Regions from separate parts of the Mus musculus genome. Here all the other regions are linked to region 2. The links are chromatin contacts, called in public HiChIP or PLAC-seq and promoter capture Hi-C maps. All regions are on one chromosome and are shown on one strand. Each heading gives the region's core, a stretch centred on a gene start, on an enhancer-like site or on the middle of the called end of the contact. The rest is flanking DNA. Distances are from core to core; before and after follow the strand shown. Region 1 holds the start of Actb (actin, beta). Region 2 holds the start of Lfng (LFNG O-fucosylpeptide 3-beta-N-acetylglucosaminyltransferase). Region 3 holds the start of Wipi2 (WD repeat domain, phosphoinositide interacting 2). Region 4 holds the start of Slc29a4 (solute carrier family 29 (nucleoside transporters), member 4). Region 5 holds the start of Fscn1 (fascin actin-bundling protein 1).

The links. Promoter capture Hi-C pulls out the DNA fragments that hold promoters and counts their contacts. HiChIP or PLAC-seq counts read pairs in DNA pulled down with a chosen protein or histone mark.
Region 1: a promoter capture Hi-C map of embryonic stem cells shows a contact between it and region 2, with 6 times the contacts expected there. The contact joins the promoter of Actb here to the promoter of Lfng in region 2. A contact is called at or near these places in 2 of 39 promoter capture datasets (cranial neural crest and embryonic stem cells), 1 of 15 datasets of contacts at CTCF or cohesin (large pre-B cells), 4 of 115 datasets of contacts at active chromatin or transcription factors (astrocytes, bone marrow-derived dendritic cells, large pre-B cells and 1 more) and 2 of 9 other capture datasets (adipose tissue and liver).
Region 3: a contact with region 2 is called in a promoter capture Hi-C map of embryonic stem cells, with 4 times the contacts expected there. The contact joins the promoter of Wipi2 here to the promoter of Lfng in region 2. A contact is called at or near these places in 5 of 39 promoter capture datasets (the 3T3-L1 cell line, the SN4741 cell line, embryonic stem cells and 1 more), 1 of 484 Hi-C or Micro-C datasets (B cells) and 2 of 115 datasets of contacts at active chromatin or transcription factors (bone marrow-derived dendritic cells and embryonic stem cells).
Region 4: an H3K4me3 HiChIP or PLAC-seq map of forebrain shows a contact between it and region 2, with 5 times the contacts expected there. The contact joins the promoter of Slc29a4 here to the promoter of Lfng in region 2. A contact is called at or near these places in 1 of 39 promoter capture datasets (cranial neural crest) and 2 of 115 datasets of contacts at active chromatin or transcription factors (acute myeloid leukemia and forebrain).
Region 5: a contact with region 2 is called in an H3K27ac HiChIP or PLAC-seq map of embryonic stem cells, with 4 times the contacts expected there. The contact joins the promoter of Fscn1 here to the promoter of Lfng in region 2. A contact is called at or near these places in 1 of 39 promoter capture datasets (embryonic stem cells) and 3 of 115 datasets of contacts at active chromatin or transcription factors (astrocytes, bone marrow-derived dendritic cells and embryonic stem cells).

What each region holds. Positions count from the first base shown.
Region 1 is chr5:142,905,499-142,908,198 of GRCm38.p6, reverse strand. It overlaps Actb (actin, beta), which reads left to right and starts at 1,445. Exons shown (of 6, transcript NM_007393.5): 1 at 1,445-1,547; 2 at 2,507-2,635. The coding sequence starts at 2,513.
Region 2 is chr5:140,605,988-140,608,711 of GRCm38.p6, reverse strand. Lfng (LFNG O-fucosylpeptide 3-beta-N-acetylglucosaminyltransferase) reads right to left here and starts at 1,371. Exons shown (of 8, transcript NM_008494.3): 1 at 868-1,371. The coding sequence starts at 1,296.
Region 3 is chr5:142,628,057-142,630,904 of GRCm38.p6, reverse strand. Wipi2 (WD repeat domain, phosphoinositide interacting 2) reads right to left here and starts at 1,321. Exons shown (of 12, transcript NM_178398.4): 1 at 1,073-1,321. The coding sequence starts at 1,146.
Region 4 is chr5:142,700,726-142,703,425 of GRCm38.p6, reverse strand. It overlaps Slc29a4 (solute carrier family 29 (nucleoside transporters), member 4), which reads right to left and starts at 1,325. Exons shown (of 11, transcript NM_146257.2): 1 at 1,135-1,325.
Region 5 is chr5:142,958,919-142,961,618 of GRCm38.p6, reverse strand. Fscn1 (fascin actin-bundling protein 1) reads right to left here and starts at 1,264. Exons shown (of 5, transcript NM_007984.2): 1 at 339-1,264. The coding sequence starts at 1,170.

The DNA of each region.
Region 1 (2,700 bases), core at 196-2,695, 2.3 Mb before region 2:
TTTTTTTTTTTTTTTTGGTGGGAAAGATAACTAGGGGTGTGTTTCCAGTTCACAGCATATGCTGGGGTGATGGTCACCTCTTCCAGACAAGGCCTCAGCAACTTCAAAATGCCCTGCCACCAGCCAAGAACAAGGAAGCTGGCCACTGTAGTCCATATATGGATGAAGCCTTCTTTGGTTTCAACACCTACACTTTGTGAGCCAGTGAACACCTACCTATGCATGCACTGAGGCACGGCAGGCCCAGAGCATCTCACCTGAAGCACCCTTCTTGCCTAAATCCAGCTTTCTGTCACACTCTCCCAGAAGGTGCGTGTCCTTCTAAGCTAAGCTGAGGGATCCGGCCCTCAACCCTGACCCCGTGTGTAGCTCTCAGCCAAATAGCTGGCTTGCTAAGTAGAACACTGGTACTTAGGTGAGGGGGACAGGGGCTGCTTCTCTCTGGAGGATTTGGGGCTCCGGTGACCACCAACTTTTCCCTGAGCAGCTTGTCACTCCCAGAATCCCCACGGCTGGCAGATGGACTAGTGCACAACTCAGCTGTGGCTGCACATAATAAATAGAGGATAGATGGTGGGCCCCAGCCCAGCGATGTCTGGCAGTCACCCAGAGACACTAGCTAACGGCCCAGGCTTAGTCTTGCCTGGGTGTGATCAGGCAGTTCTCCAAAAGTGCCTGACTCCATGAGAAGTTTTGTTTGTTCTATTGAGCACAGTTCCTTTCTAGATCCGGGGCAGGGGATATCTGGAGGCATCTTCTTGCAACACCTCCAGTTATTGGACCACTGGGGCTCGCCCTATGCTTGGGATAGGATGGCCTTGAGTCTCTAAGAGGTCAAGATCCATGAAAACCTCTCCAACCAGAGTTCTGCTTCCAAGTTGAACCCCAACACACCTAGCAAATTAGAACCACAGCAGAAGGGGCCCCCCCGGATCTGGCTTTCCGGCTATTGCTAGCAATTGCTAGCAAGGGGGAGTGACTCTCTGTCCATTCAATCCAGGCCCCGCGTGTCCCTCAAACAAGAGGCCACACAAATAGGGTCCGGGCCTCGATGCTGACCCTCATCCACTTAAGTGCTCGATATCCACGTGACATCCACACCCAGAGGGTCCTGGGGTGGTTGGGTGACCCCCAGAATGCAGGCCTAGTAACCGAGACATTGAATGGGGCAGTGTCCACAAGGGCGGAGGCTATTCCTGTACATCTGGGCCTACGGAGCCAGCACCCATCGCCAAAACTCTTCATCCTCTTCCTCAATCTCGCTTTCTCTCTCGCTTTTTTTTTTTTTCTTCTTCTTTTTTTTTTTTTTTTTCAAAAGGAGGGGAGAGGGGGTAAAAAAATGCTGCACTGTGCGGCGAGGCCGGTGAGTGAGCGACGCGGAGCCAATCAGCGCCCGCCGTTCCGAAAGTTGCCTTTTATGGCTCGAGTGGCCGCTGTGGCGTCCTATAAAACCCGGCGGCGCAACGCGCAGCCACTGTCGAGTCGCGTCCACCCGCGAGCACAGCTTCTTTGCAGCTCCTTCGTTGCCGGTCCACACCCGCCACCAGGTAAGCAGGGACGCCGGGCCCAGCGGGCCTTCGCTCTCTCGTGGCTAGTACCTCACTGCAGGGTCCTGAGGATCACTCAGAACGGACACCATGGGCGGGTGGAGGGTGGTGCCGGGCCGCGGAGCGGACACTGGCACAGCCAACTTTACGCCTAGCGTGTAGACTCTTTGCAGCCACATTCCCGCGGTGTAGACACTCGTGGGCCCGCTCCCGCTCGGTGCGTGGGGCTTGGGGACACACTAGGGTCGCGGTGTGGGCATTTGATGAGCCGGTGCGGCTTGCGGGTGTTAAAAGCCGTATTAGGTCCATCTTGAGAGTACACAGTATTGGGAACCAGACGCTACGATCACGCCTCAATGGCCTCTGGGTCTTTGTCCAAACCGGTTTGCCTATTCGGCTTGCCGGGCGGGCGGGCGGGCGGGCGGGCGCGGCAGGGCCGGCTCGGCCGGGTGGGGGCTGGGATGCCACTGCGCGTGCGCTCTCTATCACTGGGCATCGAGGCGCGTGTGCGCTAGGGAGGGAGCTCTTCCTCTCCCCCTCTTCCTAGTTAGCTGCGCGTGCGTATTGAGGCTGGGAGCGCGGCTGCCCGGGGTTGGGCGAGGGCGGGGCCGTTGTCCGGAAGGGGCGGGGTCACAGTGGCACGGGCGCCTTGTTTGCGCTTCCTGCTGGGTGTGGTCGCCTCCCGCGCGCGCACAAGCCGCCCGTCGGCGCAGTGTAGGCGGAGCTTGCGCCCGTTTGGGGAGGGGGCGGAGGTCTGGCTTCCTGCCCTAGGTCCGCCTCCGGGCCAGCGTTTGCCTTTTATGGTAATAATGCGGCCGGTCTGCGCTTCCTTTGTCCCCTGAGCTTGGGCGCGCGCCCCCTGGCGGCTCGAGCCCGCGGCTTGCCGGAAGTGGGCAGGGCGGCAGCGGCTGCTCTTGGCGGCCCCGAGGTGACTATAGCCTTCTTTTGTGTCTTGATAGTTCGCCATGGATGACGATATCGCTGCGCTGGTCGTCGACAACGGCTCCGGCATGTGCAAAGCCGGCTTCGCGGGCGACGATGCTCCCCGGGCTGTATTCCCCTCCATCGTGGGCCGCCCTAGGCACCAGGTAAGTGACCTGTTACTTTGGGAGTGGCAAGCCTGGGGTTTTCTTGGGGATCGATGCCGGTGCTA
Region 2 (2,724 bases), core at 122-2,621:
CTGCTGAGCCCCTGGGAAAGGGACGCCTCATTCTCAGGAGGCTACGGTGGGGTTCTCAGGGCCCCTCTTTGACCAAGACTAGATAGGAGCCTGTCCTCTTAACCTCCACTGTCCTAAAGCGAAGTCTCACTGGGGCTGGGTCAGGAAGGAAAGTGAGTCTTAGTCTTCACACCAAATATCTACCCCCACCCCTACACACACACACACACACACACACACACACACACACACACACACACACACACGCAGTGCACTCTGCTCTCCCGCCCCAACGGTCCTGTTGTAGCCTCCAGGGAGATTTTCAAAGTGGGGTGTGTCTTTTTATTATGTGTATGAAGTTGGTCTAACAGGAGGTGGGGGAGCTGAGCTACTGAAGTCAGGGTTCTGAGCAAGTCTGGAGAACTAGCACCCATTTCTTTCACTTTGCCTGGTCCAGGGGTGTGCTATGCCTTTTCCTCCCTCCCTTTCAAGGGGGCGTACCTTCCACCCAGGAAGAAGGAAGGGGAGTGAAGGGGACCCAGGATGGAACTGAGCCAATTTGCTCGAAAAAGTTTAGGAACAAATATGGCCATTCACTCCAGTGTTTAGGAGAAGCGTTACAGAGCCAGCCCTAAGCTGGAGGCGACTCATCCAGACACAGAGCATGTGGCTGGGGTGACCCTGGGCAACACGGAAGGAAGCTTCCAGGGTAGTAAGGCAAAGTGAACCCCAGCAGCCACACGGGGCTGTAATGGGATTTATCAGTGTCATCGTTTCCCAGATAGACCCAAAGCAATTAACGCATCGGGAACCGCTATCGTCAGTCACCAGTTGGACCAGAGGGTGATCCCCACTTCATCCCCCTGCCCAGGCCGCGCTGGGTCTCACCATCTCCTTGTGGCGCGAGATCCAGGTCTCGAACAGCAGATCGAGCCGCGCGCGGTGAAACTTTCTGGTGGTCTTGACGGCGATGAAGACGTCGCGAGGGGACAGAACTTCGGCGGGGGGACGCGGATGGCCGTCGCCCTGGCGAGAAGCGACCCCGGGCGGTGGATCCGCGTCTCTGCGCGCGCGGGTGAGTAGACTGAAGTACTCGGAGAGGCTATGCACCTCGCGGGTGAGGACTCCGGGATCCACAGCCGCCCTGGACCCTGAAGCCGGAGCTCCTCCAGAGGAGCCCGCCAGGCTACGCAGCGCGCGCCGTCCGCGCTCAGCGGGCATCGGAGTCGGTGGCGGGTCGGCCGTGAGCACCAGGAGACAAGCCAACAGCGCGCCCACCAGCGCCAGCAGCAGGCGCCGGCCGCACCGCTGGAGCATGGTGGCCGGCGGCCGCACGTAATATCTATCCCAGTGCCAACTGGTCCGGCTGCCCGAGGCTCCCGGTCCAGCTGCGCGCCTCTCGCTTCAGGAACTCTTAAACCTCCCCTGCCCGCCACGCCTCCACGCGCTAATTGGCTGCTAGCCTTGGGGCGTAACCTTTAGGGAGATCTCTCCTTCCCACGTGGGATACGGACAAGGGGCTGGGAACCACCCAGCTGGGGTACCCACGGCACCCGCCCCCTTTGTGCACGAGCCTGTCCCGCCTGCGCCGAGTCACCCTCCGGAGCTGCTCTGGGAGACACCCAGCCTGACCAACGCCCGCCACGGCTGCACGTGGAGGACGCGCCCCCGAAGCTGGGACCTGGGTGATAGGGCCAGTGCTCCTCCGCGGGCGACATCCTTGGCTTCTCGCTGTGCATTTCCTGTCCCCGAGCGGGTTTCCTTCCCTGGGGAACGGTGCTGACTGAGCCAAAGTGGTAGCCTGCAGTGTGTCCTGAGCGATTAATTTTGAGCTGCCCTTACTGATACTTATGTCTTAGGAGTGGACCTGAAGTTCAGGCAAAAGGGTATCAGTGACAAAATTCTACGTCCCTCCGTCGGTCCATCCTTCCCTCCTCCCCCAGGCAGGCCTGTCTTGGCATCATGTTCCTAAATGGGGAGGGTTGGTCCCCAAAAACCTCAGGCACCCCGTAGCGAGGAGACACTCAAGCAGCCTCTTTCCTCGAAGGATGAAAGGCTACCTTCTGTTCCATTTGGTTCCTCCGCACTCCTACCAGATGTGACCCAGCTGTGCGCCATCCCAGACCCGCCTCCCCGGCACACGGCCCCCTTCCCACGGGCGGGGGCCTTGCCTGCGCCTAGCACGAGCGGGGGCGGCAGGAATGTGCGCCTAATGGTAGGGTGAGAGGCTACGGGTCCGGAAATGGCCAAGGGTCCCCTGGAGTGGGAGCAGGGTCCGAGCCCGAGCCTGCTGCATCTTCCGGGAGCGCAGCTGGGGGCGGCTCTCCGCCTGGCTGCCCCTGGGTCTGGTTGGCTTCAGTTTCCGCGTCCCCCTTCAAAGGAAGTCTGAGCCCACCCTGCCACCACGGATAAACTGCTGTTCCTTCTGTCGCCGACTCCCTAGCGTTTATATTTTAGACCGGAGTATCATTTCTAATTATTTCTCTACTACACTCTTCTTAATGTCCGTCCCTCTCTTGGAGGTTAAAAGAAGGCATCAGGCTGGATCAGGTAAAGACTTACTGCAGGGGCTGGCCAGATGGTTCAGTGGGCAAACGCAACTGTCACCTAGGCAGATTTGAGTTTATTTCCCAGGACCCACATGGTCAGAAAGAACCAACAATATGTTGCCCTCTGACCTCCACACGTGCAACTTGGCCTGAGCAACACACATTTATACACACGCACGCACGCACGCACATACAC
Region 3 (2,848 bases), core at 72-2,571, 2.0 Mb before region 2:
GACTCAGTGTCTTTAGCATTCTGTTCTAATGTAGAAAAGACCCAGTGTGTTACAACGGAAAGAACACCAGGAGAGCAACCTCAGGGGATGAGAACCCAAGCCTGCCCCATCCCACTATTAGCCAACTTTAAGATCCTGACAGACTCTAGCCCTTTCTGAACTTCACAGTCTCATTTGTGGCTGGTCCCAATTTCAGGACAGCACCTCCTTCTTGAGCTCGTCTAAAGGTCCAACTGAGCACCTGTTGCACCTCCCTCCACACAGGTACTTGCCATTCTCCAATCTAACTTTTAAGTGAGGAAAAACAAAAGCCTCAGTCCCTGCCTTGCTAATGCTATTGTGCCAGTAGCGACCAACTACTTAGTGTGATGCCAAGTGACCCATTCCTCCTCCTCTTACATCACTTCCTCTTACTCACTTCCCAAGATGGCTCTTCTCCCTTCCAGTCCCATAACTCATCCATCCTTCATCAGAAACCTCATCTATTACCTACCTTCCAGGTATGCCAACGAGGCAGCCTTGAAGAACCAGATGGGGAACTACAGGAGTTCAGTCCGGTAAAACAGTGGACCGGTACGAAGGTTCTTTTTTACCCCAGGAATAGCCCACCTCACCCCCTTTTGAAGCTCCCAGACCCCTTGAGGATAAAGTCTCAGATCGAAGGCCTGGATTACTACTGCCGTTTGGTCCTTTTTTGGAGGAGACCAAAGTTACTTGCCAGAAAGGTCGGCAGAGAAGAAATAAGCAAACAGAAAAAGAAAAGCCATGAAAAGCGACAGAAGCAGTGAGGATACAGATGTATAGAAAGGGGGAGGCGGGCGATGCCCAGGATGGCCGCAAAACCGAGTCCGGGTGACAGGCGCAAACCGGCGTGCACAGTTCCTTCCTAACTTTGCGAAAGGCCAGGTCTCAGGACAGGTGGATGGGGGCACCCCGAGTTCCATCACCTCCCCCGGCCCAGGAGGCAGCAGCGCTCGAGCGGCCGCGCGGGCTCAGCACGCCCCCCGCCCATACCCCTCAACCTGACCAGCCCTGGTCTCTGCCCCGGCCCCGCGTCCGCGCCCGGCCTTACGTGTTATCCTGGTTGAAGTTGGCGAACAGCAGCTGGCCGGCGCCGGCCTCTCCGCTCTGGCTCGCCAGGTTCATGGCTGCGAGCGCGCGACGGCCTCGGACCCCCCTTGGCGGGAGCGCGCGCAGCTCGACTCGGGCGGCCCGCGGGAGCACGCTACACTCAGGATCGACGTCCGGTCCGGCAGGTCGCCCCGCTCGCCGCCTCTCGCTGCGCGGGGACCAACTGCCGCCTCATCCCGTCCCCACTCTTGTTTATGCTCCAGAGCCGGGACGGGCTGCGCGCTTGCGCGGTCCCGCCCACCCTCGCGTCGCACGGCGGCGTTCCGCGCAGGCCCGCTGCGTAGGCCCCGCCTCTTCGCCGCAGGCATCCGCGGGTGTTTCCGGTCGACTGCGCATGCATAAAGGTGCGCTGGTGGGTGCGCCTGCGCGTGGCGGAGAGTGGGCGGGGGCTTGCTGTCTGAGAACGGCGAGTTACCTCGTTGGTCCTGAGTCGTTGATCATTGTTCTAGGAACTTTGGCGCACCGCGTTGCTCGAAGAGAATGTCGCACGTCCGTTTTGCAGATTTGAAAAGCGAGGCGCAGAACTGCAAACGATTTGCCAAATGTTGGGTCTGAGACTGGAAAGGCGCGTGCGGTCACGGTCCTTGGGACAGGATTCTACTTTAAATGTATTGGTCCGTGCAACAGTCTATGGGAAGCACCTTTCTCTCCTTCCCGCTGCTTCCCTTCTTTCCTTTCTCTTCTTCCCTTCAAGGAGATAGAAATGTTCTGGTGGCGAAGGTCCTGGAGAAGAGAGAGACTTGTTCTGTGCTGTTAGAACTGAACCTCTAGGCAAGAGGCTGGTAGTTCCCAAGAGCAGTGTGCTGTCCTTGAGGACAGTTAAGCGGGGAGCAAAGTCGAACTTTGTTAGTACAGCCAGAGGGGCAAAGATGGCAAAGTTGTTGAGGAAAAGATGGCGCACACTTTCCCACCCTTCCTGTTTCGTGTTTTTGTTTTGTTTGTTGTCTTTGGATCGGGGCTCATCTATCTTAGGCTAGCTTTGGACTCTGTAGCTGAGGTTGACCTTGAATTCCCGGTCTTCCTGCCTTTACCTCTTAAAAGATTATGGAGCTGCACCACCACGCTTGTTTAAAGTAGCCTTTAAAATGGTTTGCTTTAGCCTTTGGAGACCTTGGCTCTTCTGGAACTCACCATCTTAATCTTCAATGCATAGAAATATACTGCCCTCGGCCATCTGCCCTCCGTCCTCTGCCCTCTGGTGCTGGAATTAAATGTGCTACGATTCCCAGCTTTTCTTTTTTTTTTTTTTAATGAATTCTTTAAGAATTTCATGCAAAGCATTTTGATCATATTCAACCTCACCACCACCCAGATCCACTCTTCTTCCCTACCCACCCAACTTTATGTCTTTTTTTTTTTCAGTCTTTCTTTTTTAAACCCACCAATTCCATTTTGTGTTGCCTATATAGTTTTGGATATGGTCTTCCACTGGAAGACCTATCGGAGATCATACATACCCTTGAAGGAAATTGATTCCCCGTTCCCAGCAGCTACCAGTTAACAACAGCTTAGCTAGGTGTGAGGCTTCATGCCCATCTCTCTTATACATACATCTTGCCTGGCTTAGCTTGCACAGGTCTGGTATATTCCACTGTGAGTTCATGTGTGTAGCTGCCCTGCTAGTCCAGAAAACACCATTTCCTTGACAGTATCCAGTGCCTCTGGCTCTTATAGTCTTTCAGACTCTTCTACAGTGGTCCTTGATCACTGGGAGGAG
Region 4 (2,700 bases), core at 76-2,575, 2.1 Mb before region 2:
TAGGAAAAATTTAGCTACGCACACTTGGCGTTTTAATAGTGATGCAAGCCACCCCTAAGTACCCTGTGGGTCAAAGAGGGCTCCGAGCTCTCAGTAGTCCTGTAAAACTAGGCACACAACACCAGTCTGAAGAAGAGATAACCAAAAAGGCAGAGGAGGGCCAAACCCACAGCCAGACAGCTCTAACTGAACCCTGACCCGGCTGACCACCACTGGCCTCTCTCAGATGCTGTAGGGATTGTCTCTCAGGCTGCTTGCCCCACATGTGCAGTCGGCAGAAGAGGCAGAAAAATTACATTTCACTTGGAAAGCCAGCCTGCTCAACCTCCTCGGGCCTTGAACTTCTGGCTCCAGCCACAAGTCTTGTTTACTAAGATGCCCTTGGATGCCCCTGTCCCGTGCCCAGACGTTGTTTAGGGAGTCTCCCTCAGCATCCTAAGGCTCCACTCCCCGCTGCAGGATTGTGGGTTTTGAGCTACTTTGGGCAGCTCCTCTGAGTGCCAGGGGACAGATGACTGTAACATCAATGCCACAGACTGGTCAAGGCCTGGGATGCCCGCAGGGCAGAGGGGTAGCCCAGGCCCATCTCTCTCCATGCTTTAGGTTCCTGCACAGTCCGGACACTAGCAGACCTTGATGTTTCTTCCGCAGGAAGCACTAGCAGTATCAAACTTGGACCCCGGCCCACAGGGCCACCAGCAAAGAGAGACTTCAGGGGCAACTCGGAGGTCGTGACCCAGTGCCCAGGCCCCGCCTCTGTCATAACCTTTTTCAAAACTAGAAGGAAGCTGGCTGGGCAGAAGGGCGTGATGGAAGGAGATGGGTCCGGAAGGAACTTCAGGTGCAAGGTCCCCTGAGGTGTGACCAAGGGAGGACATAATGCCGTGATCCGGCTCGGCCAAGGCCACCCGCGTCTGTCCCCTTCTAGAGCCTGCGTCCCGCCCTCGCAGCTCGGATGCAGGGGATCTTGCACTGTGCGAGGGTACCCATCCTCCCCGGACAAGGGGTGCGGCAACCATCCGGTGCCTGGGAGGGCGGAAGGGAGAGGCGGCGCGACTGGGGCCGCGCGCCGCAGACAAAGGCTCCGACAGGTCCCCGCCGGCGTCTCCCTGCCACCTCCGTGGCGACACTCACCTCGGGCGGCCCCAGGCTGGGATCCTCGCTGCCTGCCTGCCGCCCGCGCCCGGACCCTTTGCGCTGTGCCCCGCTTCTCGAGGCTTGGGACCGGGCGCGGCGGGCGTCCTGCTCGGTGTCCCGGTCCGCGGGCCCGGGTCCGTGAGCGCGTGCTGGGGGCGCAGCAGCTGCAGCGAGCTAGCCCGGCCCACGCCCCGCCCGCCCTCCTAGCTCCGCCCTCCTAGCTCCGCCCACCGCGTGACTCCGCCCAAGTCCCGCCTCCAACCACACTTTTCACCATCCAGATGCCCCGCCCACCCTCGTGGCCCCGCCCCTCACACCCCGCCCACTCCACAGGGCTCCACCCAGGTCCGGCCTCCAGTGGGGCCTACGGCCACTCAGTCTCCCAGTCTCCCTGCCCACGCTACATCCACTCTGTATAAATCCGCCCCTAAACCCCTCTTTCTCTCCTATACACTCCGCCCAATCTCTACCTGCGCTCTCCGCCCCTGGCCCTACCCAGTCTTTACCATATTCCCCGCCCCATTTTCTTTACCTATGCTCCACTCACTCTATATGACCCCGCCTCTGGCTCCGCCTCTGAACTGCCCACTCTAATGCCCCCAAGCCTCTTTGCTGTCTTCACCCTCGTTCCTTCTGTGCCCTTAGCCAGCCCCAACCCAGACCACAGAGCCTGCCCCCTTTCCCTGCCTTCCTCTCCGCTGGCCCTAGCCTCACCTCTATTCTTTCTTCACCCCTATTCCTTCCCCGCTTCCCTTGATGCGTGCTGGGCCCTTCTTCCATCCCCCTCTTCCCCTGCTCCTACTTCATTTGCCTAGTTCCACCCCCATTATTCCCACATGCTCCACTCTCCTCCTCTGGGCCCACTTCGTCCCACCTACCTGGCCTCACCTCTAGCCCTCATACATGACTTCTTATTCACTACCTGCTAGCTCCGCCCCATCACTTCCCTGTGCCACGCCCCCATGGCCCCTCCCACAGCCTTCACACCAGCCCTGCCTCTCTGCCCCGCCTCCCACTCCCATGCTTGTTTCCCCCACACTACCACTCCCCGACGGCGTGGACTCATCCTATGCTGGACCGTGGCTTTCAGCATAAGCGCTGCCTCTACCCATTCACACTCCACTTGTCTTTGCCCACTTCTCTCCACTCTCAGGTTACAGTATCTGACAGTCTAGCATACAGGAAGGTTTGGTGTCTTAGCTGGCCGTCCTCACTTCTCAGTCCCTTCACGATTCTTGCCAGGCTTAGTCTCCTGGAGCTCTAGGTGATCTGCGACAATCTGGGGCTGGCACTGATTGCTTCAGTAGGGCCTATTCTGACCCTGGTCCTGGCCACATGCCCCATGGGGGCCATAAAGATAAGACCAGGAATTAAGTGGGAACAGTACCCTAAGTCCTTACAAACTGGGACCTGTTAATGGGGGCCAGGAGTCTTCAGGACCGAGGCACAGAGAGATGCATTTGTCTGGATACCCCTCCTCTTGCCTGCATTCCCACTTCTTCGTGGAAGCCTGCTTGGTTCTACCCATGCCTGGGGGCTTTCTTGTCATCTTGCTAGCCTCTC
Region 5 (2,700 bases), core at 15-2,514, 2.4 Mb before region 2:
TTAGGCCTTACCCACTTCCCCACGTCACCTTCTCCCAGCAGAAGAAGCCTACGTCCTGAACAGAGGGGTGGTACATGCCTTTATTCCCAGCACAAGAGACAGGAAGGAAGATTTCTGCGAGTTCGGGGCCAGCCCAGTCTACATAGCGAGTTCCAGGATAGCCAAGGCTATCTGGTGAGATCAGATCTTTCAAAATAGAAGCCCACCTCCTCATGGCGGAGCCCAGAGGCCTGTGAGCCTAAAGGGAGCCCAGGAGGAAATAGGGAAATAGAAGGAGTGCAGAGATGCTTTTGTGCACTGGGTCAGGACCCAAGGGAGGGGACATGTCCCCAACTCACCCTGGCGCGTGGACACGTTCCTCTCGTTGGCCGCCTGCAGCACCACCTGAGCGCAGCTCTGTTCCAGGGCGAAGAGCTCATCTTTGCCCACCTTGGTGGCCTTGCCAGCCTTGAGGGTGCCGCTGGGCCCGGACGGAGCCAGGTAGCGACCTTCGCAGTCGCGAAAGGCCACCTTGCCGGAGCGGAACTCCAGCGTGAAGCCCGTGGCGGGCTCCGGCCGTGCCACAAGGCGCCCGTCGTGGCGCAGGAAGCGGTGGTCGGACGTCTGCACACTGTAGCGTTGGTCCTGGAAGGCCAAGGTGATGAGCGAGTCGACGCCCCAAGGCACGTCGCGGTCTACCGCGATCTCGTCGGCCGGCCGCGCGCTCAGATGCGCGTAGCGCTTGCGGGTAACGCTGTAGATGTTAACCTGCGGGTGCATGGCGATGTGCACGCTCCACTTCTCGGCCGGCGACACGCTCTGCGCGAAGCAGGACAGGCGGTCCTCGGTGCCGCCAAAGTAGCGCCGGTGAGCCTCGGACTGCAGCGACCAGCGGCCGTCGTCGTGCGCCACGACGAGAAAGCGGCAGTCGCCGTCGGGCACCTCGCGCTCGCAGGTCACGTTGCCGTCCTTGTCGGCGGCCAGGTAGCGACCCAGGTGGCTGCGCAGACACACGGCCGCGCTGCCCGCCTCATCGGGAGGTTGCTCCAGCGTCCAGATCTGCTTCTTTTTCAAGCTACTAGCGGATGCGTTCACCTTGAACCCGAACGCCTCGGCTGTCAGGTACTTGTTGCCGCAGCTGATGAGCCCGAACTGAATCTGCACAGCCTCTGCCGTGCCGTTGGCGGTCATGGTGGCGGAGGGCGGCCCGGTGGCCCCGGGAGCTTGGATAGCTGTGCCCGACCTCCTTTGTTCAACACGGCTTAGCCCGCTGCAGTTCTCCACAAAGCCAGCCCGGCGGCGCCCAGGGTTTTATAGGAGGATGACGTCACCGTGGCCACGCCCCTACCCGGGCCTGCCGGGGAGGGGGCTCTGCAGCGCGCGCCCGGTCCCCTGCGCTTCCCCGGAGTGTTTTTCTGGGGTTTAAGACCGGGTTTCACTCTGTAACTCAGACTAGGCTTGAAGTATCTGTGTGGCTCAGGCTGGACTCGAACTCATAGCAGTCCTTCTGCCTCTGGCCCGTTCGTGTTTGCTAGTCCATTTAACTGTTCCTCCACAGTCGTGCTCTGCAGTAGTTGGCTGATCTCCAACTTTCTCCTGCTCTCTGAGGCCATCCTGAAACACCCCTACCCCCAAACCCAGTCGATGGGAAGGACCAGGTTTAAGATAATGATCCCTTCAGGATGGAGGGAGGGTCCAGGGTGTACCAGGAAGTAGCCTTAGAGCCGGTCCTTGAAGAAGCCAGAGACGCCAGAAGGGTCTGGGGTAGAAAGGAGGTTAATTTCTAGAGAGGCGCATGCAGAGCCCTACCTGCCCCGCCCGCCTCAGGGTTTTTCAAGGCCTTGTAGCCTGGGCCTCCTGAGCAGAAACCGAGATTTCTATTCCCGGGTCAGCATAGAGTACAGCCACCTTGCTGACTCTAAATAAATTGTGGTAACTGTGGCCCAAGTCAGTGGCCCACAAAAGTCCCTACTGTGGTGATGCTCAAGCCCCGGGGTGCTGGTCTACCAGGAAGCAGGGTAGGTAAGGCAGGAATAGTGGTCTCTGTTTATGAAGACATCAGAAAAGCAGGTCAGCTCCCTAGAATGGCACAGCCCCAATGTACCTCCTAACTGCAGCCCCTCAGGGTTCCAGACCAGAGGGACATTCCCACAAACACCACCTCCCACCTCCCACCACACACCACCCCACGTAAGAACACTTCCCTTTGAGTTTCTGGAGGACTGAGACTTCTCCTGGGACATTCCCCACATGCCAGGCAGGCCCCTGGAATGCTGGCCCTACCCCAGGCTGCCCACAAGATCTGGGCCCCTGGCCCTTCCCAGCCACAGGCTGGGCAGGGTACTGAAACTGACCAGTCTTCACGGTGATCTGTGTCCAAACGCATCTCTGTCCCAGGCAAACCCCTCCAGCGACCATCAAAGGGGAAGGGGAGATGGCATGGCTTTCCCATCATCAAAGGTCAGTCCTGACAAGTCCCTAGAATCCTTGCTGGGACATCTAGTTCCTCCCTTAGAGGTCACAGGAAAGGTCACCAAGTTCGCGGCCGATAGCCAGCCATCCTCTCCTGCTGTGGGACTTTGCACAGGTTACTCTCACTCTCTGAGCTCTCCTTCCTCTGTAATAAAGACACATATTCCTGGGTACAGTGAGTCACACTTGTAATTCCAGAACTTGAGAAGCAGGGACAGGAGGATTGCTTTGAGTTTAAGACCAGCCTTG